2 separate regions of the Gossypium hirsutum genome follow, and region 1 is linked to region 2. A link is a contact called in public Hi-C data. All regions are on one chromosome and are shown on one strand. Each heading gives the region's core, a stretch centred on a gene start, on an enhancer-like site or on the middle of the called end of the contact. The rest is flanking DNA. Distances are from core to core; before and after follow the strand shown.

Region 1 (4,169 bases), core at 738-3,237, 38 kb before region 2:
TGTTTGTCTTCATTGTCTAATAACGTTGATAATTTCTAATTTCTGAATTTCTTAAATTATAACCGACTTATCATTTATTTGTCACTATTCCGAACTTCGAAAATTTTGGGGATGTTACACTATGGTTTTCAATAAAGCTGTCAATTGTTAAGGCCTAGTGTCCTAAATGTAGTATATTCATCAATTTATACTTGTAATTTTTTGAACAAATTGGTTTTATAAATTTTCATTATACATTAACATCATTTGTATATATCATTAATAGTTTTTGCATGCAAAAAAAAATGTAAGCAAATATTGACTCATTGATTATCTAATGTTTAACAATTATTAAGTTGCATTATATGGTCGGATCATAATATTCAATACTACAATTTAAATTGTTTATAATGGTGAATAGTGAATAAGAGTTCACTATTTTTTTTTTTGAAAGAAAGAGAGAAACACTCAATACTACAAGAAAAAGTTAAGAGGAGACCTTTTAACTAGATTTATATATGTTTTATCAAACTAAGACGGTGAAGTTAATGCGAGACTCCTATCATATTTCAAGGTTATATGTACTTCCTCTATTTTGGTGAAATAATATTATGTGAAACATCTTCTGTAGAACATCTTTTGGAAGATATGTCTTTTCGAATAATTTTGTTCTATGCTAAGTTATTCTATGAAGGCTTTGTTCTTTAACAATGTTGTTTTAAACATTGATTTTCTAAATAAAAGTTGTTCTTGAATAAAAAATATTCTAAGAATTGTTATTATGAACATAACACGTTTTGAATAAGAGTTATTCTTGAATAAGATCTACTCCAAACATGAGTTGTTCTTAACAAGAGCTATTCCTAACATGTTTTGAATATGAATTAATCTTGGTAGAACTATTTTGAACAACAATTGTTCTAAATATGTATATTTTTAAAGTTAGATGCTCTCAACATAAATGTTCATAACAATTGCTATTCTTGAAAAACAAGGATTCTAACTATGAGTTGTTTTGAATGACAATTATTTTGAATATCTCTTTTTGAAGAATAATTATGCTAAATAAGAATTGTTTCGAACAAAAGTTGCTTTCAATTGAAGTTTTATTTTGAATATAATTATTTCGAGTATAACTATTCTTGAAGATAGATTATTTCAAAGAATAATTATTAAAAAAAAGTGTTTCTATTTTATAAAATAAAAAATAAGGGAAGAGATATTAACATTGTTCTTGCCAAAACTAACTATATACTATAAAAGTAAAATAATATTATTAAAAACTTTAAAAATTTTGTACATGTATGAAAATAGGCCAAGCATCATTTGAGAGGGTTTTTTTTTTAAATTCCGTATAAATGTTTAACTTTTTGTTATTTTTACTCAAATAAATTAGTTTATATTTAACATTGATGGAATGAAATTTTTTCTCTAATTCTTTTATCGAAACATACCCTTATGACTATCTTAACAAATGGTTGAGGATTTGATTCTAATCCTCGGTATGAAACAGCTTTAAAATTTGTAACCAATATCTATCCCTTAATAGGTTTATAGAATGTAAATGATTAGTTACTAGACTTACTCCGACAAATACCCTGAAAAAAAAAAACACACCCTAATGAACTATACATGAATAATATCCATTATAGATTACCCTATAAAGTTTTAAATTCACTCCCCTTTTTAATACACCCTTTTCTTAATCAAGCACTTTTCTCTTTTCTGTTTTTAAGTTGAAGTAGCTCCAAGTACCATAATCTAGAAAAGTGAACAAGGCAAGTTTAGCTTAGCTATCTTGAAAAAGGTGTCTTGTCTCAATAAATTTGTAGACCAAAACACCCCTCATCCACATCTATACTCTCGTGATTCCCCCACTTTTGCTTCATTTTTAAGCCAATTTTGTGCTTACGAGAAAAAAAGAAAGGCTTTTTTTACTTTCAAGTCCAAACGCTTCATCTAGTTCATGATATAGGTTTACCCCATGAGCAATATAACTATGATTTGGTCACAAACTTCTCTCTTTTAGGCTTTTCTATGCACCTAACCTGGGCTACTCCTGCCCCAATGGGCTAGTGTTCAAAGTTCAAACATATTTTCTTTTTAGGTTCTCAAAGTTGTCTAACAATATGTCCAAATCTTCATGGTCTTGAATTGCTGGCAAAAGATTCATGGTCTAACAATATGATCATTTCAAGTTATTCCTTCAGATTTCTTTTTATATTCTTCATGATCGTTTTATAGTTTATGTTTGAGGTCTAGGGTTCATCACTATCCCTCTCAACAGTGTCATCTCCAAATAGGGGTAAGCCAGAAAATTACTTTGGAGGGTCGAGATGAATCATAAATTATTGGGGCGCAAAGTATAATTTTATCATTATACTAATATGTGATTTCATAAAAAAAATTTAAGGGGCTAAATAGAAAATCTACCATTTTGGGGGTCCAAGCCAACCACCTGCCCTTTGCCATCGTTTTTATCTCCAAAATTCGATCTTACATTCCCTCCTTGATTGTATAATGTACATTACAATTACATCCAACACTTTTTTATTTCATTTTAATTATTTTGAAATTCAGTTTGAGCAAGATTTAATTATTAAAATTTTTTTATAATGAAATTAAATTGAATTAAACTCAAGTTTACATTAATAACTTCAAATTTTAAGTACTAAAAAGCAATATCATTTCCAATTCAAAAATCATCTTTTTATTACCAAATCTAATCATGTTTTCCATACCCTTTTATTATTCTTTTTTGTTTTTAGAGAAACAAACAGATATGTACGCAGCTATCATTTAACAAAGGGGAGACATATATGAAGAATCTGCAATAAGCAAAGGCAAAAATTTTAGATCAAAACACCAACAATGCAAAAAACCCAACCTAAAGCAAAGCTTTGTCGCCTCCTTTGATCACCACTTTATTCAAGAGTTTATTTTATTATTATCCTAATGACGCAGATCTATTAACTTGTATTTTCATGTTTTTTTTTCCCTTTAGCCACCTCTCCGACAGACACCCAACTCATCATGTCATGCCCTAACAAAACACTTTTTACTGTCTCAATATGCAATAATTGATTAATTAATTAGGGTTTTCCCCCCTTATGATGGCCCAACTGTAGTCATTGTTATTACTTTCTATAATAATAGTAATTTGTTAAGGAGGTCGATTTTTTAAAAGAAATTTCCGAAATGTCGTTTATAGTATAGTAATTGATTTTCTAACAATAGAAAGTAAGTGAATTATAAGTTTTAGGTTTACAATTCAAGTCTTTTCACATGCAAGTGAGTTTTATAATTATTACACATCTTATATTGACACATCTGCTTTAAATATTGCAAGTCCACCAATCGAGACATTTTTAGTTCTATGAACCAAGCTCACCAGGTAGTTAATTGTTCACAGCACATTAACTCTTGACAGAGTATAAAAGAAAAAATCTCACCAAAAAAACAAATAGAAAACAATCAGCTATCCATCAAACAACATGTCTAAAACTTCTTCCAAGTTATCCCTCAATATAATCTAAATTAAATATACATATTATTTTTTAATGAAAAAATATTAATTATGTGTTACTTATGTTATACGTAGCCGTGTGTATATATATATTTAAAAATTAATCAAGGTATGGTTATGTAGATGAGTCTGAAATATCATTAGCATAATAATGGTTAAAAGCTGACCAAAGTCGTTCAAATGAATACCATTATTAAACGAAAAGTCCACAGCTTTACAGTTTGAAAGGTCATTAAAGATGGGTCACGTAGATTTCAGAATTTCCTAATCAAAAACCCAAAACAAGACATTTTTCAAAATAAAAAAAAAAAGAAAAAAATCACTTATAAATTTGGGTCTGGTTGGGAAAGTTTTAGGCATATCTAACACAGACATCACTTATAAAAATTTGTCCTTATTTGTTGAAACTTGAAGCCTCTTAAGTTGCCCTAAATGATTAATACAATGAAATGGTATATATGTAGAGCAGCAAACAAAAATTATCATTGTACACATTACATTAAGGATTTAAAGTCGATGTCGTTTTCCCCGTGCATGCATATCGATCATGTGTTTCTAATTTTTCTTATTTATATTTTATTAAGCTGATAAATTTTTTCAAAAAAATTTCTCTCCCAATAATCGAAGCTGTCGTCTCCATGCATGCATATGGATCATGTGTTTC
Region 2 (4,415 bases), core at 1,168-3,667:
AAGTTTTTGCTAATTGGACTGAGCTAACCTTTTTCTAACCTTTTTCCTTCATCATATTCATCAAGATCAAATAAAATATGCAGGAGTCACGTGTCACAATCCGCATTTGAAGTCTTGGCCCGTGCACAGGCAGGAGATAATTGAAGAAAACAGTCGCTTATGACTTCTTCATCATATATCCCATAAATATGCCAAGCAAGCCGATGATGATGACAAACATGAATGACACGCCGCCGCCGCTTTTGTTGCCTTCGCTCTTCAACAGTTCCTAAAACATTTGTAATCTTTATGTGTAAGTTGGCTCAGAGATGGAGAGGACATAATAAAAAAGGGTGGAGATTGATGTTTGATCAAATTTTCATTAACTAGAAGCAAATTAAGGGGTCAAGGAATTTTACTAGTCTAAGCAATCAAGTCACAATCTATTCCCCTCACCAGTTCATGACGAATCTTGTTACATTGTTGAAGTGCGCTTTTTTTCTCCTCAGTCAGCTTCGTTATACGAGTTCTTGTCTGCAATTATAGAAAGTATTTTTGAGGATTATATTCTTGGCATGTATCAACATCACACTCAATATATGTTAAAAGATTACAGAGCTTCAGAACTCGATACTGCAAAAGGCGGTTATGCATGCACATGAACAAGGGGAAAATCGCAAGAACAATTGTTCCTTCTAGCTGCAGCACTACATTCAATGATCAAATTGAATATGAGACAAATTCCAGGTACTCCAATAGATCTCCCGTTGTCTGACTAACAGAATCAGACTATGGGCCGGTGGGATCCGTTGGTAGCTCTACACATTTTGGTCTGAACAATTAGAACTAAAATGTTTGTAAAAGTATATAATTTGACTCGAAACCATCCATTTAACCAAGCAAGTGAATAGATATATCTGACCCAAAAATATGGACGTTACTACATCTGGTCCAAAACTAATGACTATTACCAACTTACCAACATGAATTAAAATCAACGATGCATATGCAGCAGCAAACAATTACACAGCAAATAAAGAATACGAAATTTACCTCGGGAGATAAATCTTGAGCTTCAAGCTGTTCGTTAAATGCTTTAGCAGCCTGCATTCAGCAACAAAATGCACACCATTAGCATCTGTAGAATGAACTGCAGACAACAAGAGAAACAATAAGTATATGCAGCAAGATCTGACTGTAGAGAACTCTGCGGCATTGACATGTCCGTTGTCTGAAACCGAGCCTCTCGGTGAAGACCCTTCTTCTGAACCTTCATGTACTGGTGAAGGTGGTTGTGGTGGTGAAAGGTAAACAACTTTCAACTTGCATTCCTCAACCACATGCCCAGCTTCCTTGTTAAACTGGGAAAAATAAAAAAAGATCCCCATAGATCATCCTAACCATCAAGCAATAATACTAATACAATATAATATAAATAATTAGATACCAGTTCTGAAGTTATATCCTTTGCAGTTATTCCATCATTTACTTTTACACTTTGAAGGAGGAATTTATCCCTGCAATTCATATCAGGAGGTGCCTCTTTTTGCGCTTGCATGGTAACTAAATTAATATCAACAAATCAATTACAAGTTATCTAGAAACCATTCGATCTACTTATATTAGGGTAAACTTTCAGTAAAATTAAATATTTTAACAATTCAACCATCATATTTCACGGTTAATTCCTGTATTCTGGATCGATACTATAGAAATATCAGATTGATTTGATACTTTACATGACAAGTACAAAATATTCATGAATTCAATGATCGGAGTGTTAAAATATTAGTTTTACAATAATGTAATAGGATTCATCCCTTAATAATAAGAAATAAACAGTAAATGAGCTAACAAAATGTAATTTATTTTGTGTACCTATAACATCGGATGTGGATCGAGGCAAGACGACACCAGCGTTGGGACGAACGCAATACTTCTTCGGATTTGTTGTTTTCACCTGAAAAGAAAAAAATAAAATCAATTAACTCACAAACGGAATCCACAATTTCGAATTCGAGATTCAAACAATTTTCAGGTTCAAAAACAGAGCAAAAAGATTTTAAAAAATTTAAAATTAAAACACCGATATGAATGATGAAGAATATACCTTGAAAGCTACATAATTATCGGTTTTATTCGATAATTGAAGAGAGCAAGAGATCTGTTTCCTCAGCGCAACTATTCATAGAAACAAAAAAAATTCAAAAAAATCAAAGAAAAATAGAAATTACAGGAGGGAAGAAAATGACTTACAAGGAAACTTGAGTTCCAAAGGATGGATGCTGAGGAGATCGCCCCTGCTCATTTCGAAACAATGGCTTAATAATCGAGAAATTAATCAAAAATAATAATACAGAAATTAATAACTAAATCTATCTCTCTTCTTATTTTGGGGGAATCGGCTACTATTAGTAAACTGTGTTTTTCTTTTCTTTTCAAAACTAGTGATTTAAATTGATTCAATTAATTTTTTAAATAAAAATTAAGTTTGTTAAATTCGAAAATAATTTATTTGAGAATCTAATATATTTTAAATATTCAAATTTGAAATATTTTAAAATTAAAATTACTTAAATAAAAAAAATCAAAACTTCAAATGAATCAAATCGAAAATATTGCAAAACTGTAATTTTACAATCTAATTTAATATTTTATACAATTAATATTGTAACGATTTAACAGTTATATTGTATGCTCTATTGATGTAGATTATGTGTGTTAAGATATTTATTTTATTTTTTTTTAAAAGTAAATGTTAAATATATATTAATATAAACAATATTTTAGATCGATATAATAAATATATCGGATTGGTTCAAAAGTTTACATACATGATAAATATAAATATTTTGATAAAATCAACAATTGAATTGTTAAAATATTAACTATATAAAAAATTATGAAATAATGTTAGAAAAACGTTGAAATTCCCATTTAAACTATCCAATTCAAACTCCAACAATGACCCAACCTAAAACCTCGTTAATAAACATTAATGATTCATACCTAAAATGAACCAAACTTAATATACTCAAAATTGCAGTAATTTTGTATGGTCCGTATTCATCTTATGATCTATTAAGATTAAATCTCTCAAAGTTCGTAATTACCCCTCTCAACAATAATATCTCTAAAATTCGAACTTAAAATTTTTTTTCTAAATGTTACTCCCAACACTTGTTAATAAAGACTAAGATGATTCAAGTTATTCAGAAAAAGTTAAATTAAGTTTTAAATAAAGTTAAAATTATAAACCAAAAATGAAAATGGCAACTTAATGGGCTTTCATGGCCCAATAACTAATTTTTAAAAATTTATTATAGCGAGACCAATAATTAATTTTTGGTATTTTATAAGTCTATTAAAAAAATAGATGTTGGAAACAAGTTTGTAGAGTATTTTTAAATTAATTTCTCTAATTTAAATATAAAATATTTATTTCATATTATAAAATAAATAAGAAAAAATGGGATTAGATTAGAATAATATGAAATCAAATTTGGGCCGTCGGAAAGCCGAAAAGCTTATATTGTAAGAGGCCCAAACGTGGGAAAATGGGCCCAGAGCAAAAGGGAAACGTGGAGAAACAACTAGAAGCACACGTGTGGTTTTATGGTTCTACAGCAAAGTAGTGTGTCCTGCCTGTAGCAGTACACACTTTTAGGCGTGCTTTTTTACCACATCGGAAATCGAGCAACTAAAAAACATGTTAAAATGACGTCATTGTCGAAACCACGACAAAATATTATTCCAGGCGGCGTCTCTTTCATACTTTGCCACTTGTGAATAAATCCGATTTGTGATGACTCGGCATGTCAAAACAAAACATTCTCTAATACTTTATATTAAATACCAAAGGTTGTTTGAACGAAACTCGATTCGTGAAGACAAATTTTTATTTATTTATTTATATTTATAAAAATTTTAATAATTTATTAAATCGAATTAGATAAACTAATAAATTAATGAATCGATAGTTCAATTAATTTAACTATAAGTTTGATTTTAAAATTTTGATTCTACACATAATTTTTCTCTACCTTTAAATCAATTAAAAGAATACATTTAAACATATTTAAAGCCTCGTATATTAAAAAATATCATAACCTAATAATTTTAGAAAATCTAACCATAGCTAAATCCAATGCAGTGGATTCATATATTAAACAAAACAATTTGGGGGGTTTTTCTATGCAAATAAATCAATTTGGGTTTATTAAAATAAAGGTATTATCTTAAAATAATTATATGATTAGGTGAATACAGTGTGGCTTACCTTTGAGGCATTGGTTGGTGAGGTTAAGATTAAAGAAAGATGGGTTCTTATATATTTTTTAAATAAAATCATTAATATATTATTTGGTATTTAAGTTTGATTTAAATATTTAATTTGATATTATTTTTTTTTCTTAGTAGTTACTTGAGTTTGATTT

Evidence for each region. A called contact is a pair of places that touch in the nucleus more often than the background predicts.
Region 1: a Hi-C map of leaf shows a contact between it and region 2, with 2.2 times the contacts expected there. The contact joins the enhancer-like site here to the promoter of LOC107942536 in region 2. A contact is called at or near these places in 6 of 34 Hi-C or Micro-C datasets (leaf and petal).

Annotation. Positions count from the first base shown.
Region 1 is chrA03:1,835,364-1,839,532 of Gossypium_hirsutum_v2.1, reverse strand. No RefSeq gene overlaps it. Among protein-coding and RNA genes, the nearest start is that of TRNAL-UAA, 9.0 kb to the left of the region's middle. Within about 2 kb of position 1,987, at least 3 of the 9 cell types and tissues checked have an H3K27ac peak or open chromatin away from gene starts, as enhancers often do. A contact at or near this core is called in leaf, where this site is marked.
Region 2 is chrA03:1,797,328-1,801,742 of Gossypium_hirsutum_v2.1, reverse strand. It overlaps LOC107942536 (vesicle-associated protein 1-2), which reads right to left and starts at 2,417. Exons shown (of 10, transcript XR_005920884.1): 1 at 2,236-2,417; 2 at 2,090-2,160; 3 at 1,858-1,939; 4 at 1,427-1,542; 5 at 1,176-1,340; 6 at 1,033-1,083; 7 at 436-513; 8 at 29-268.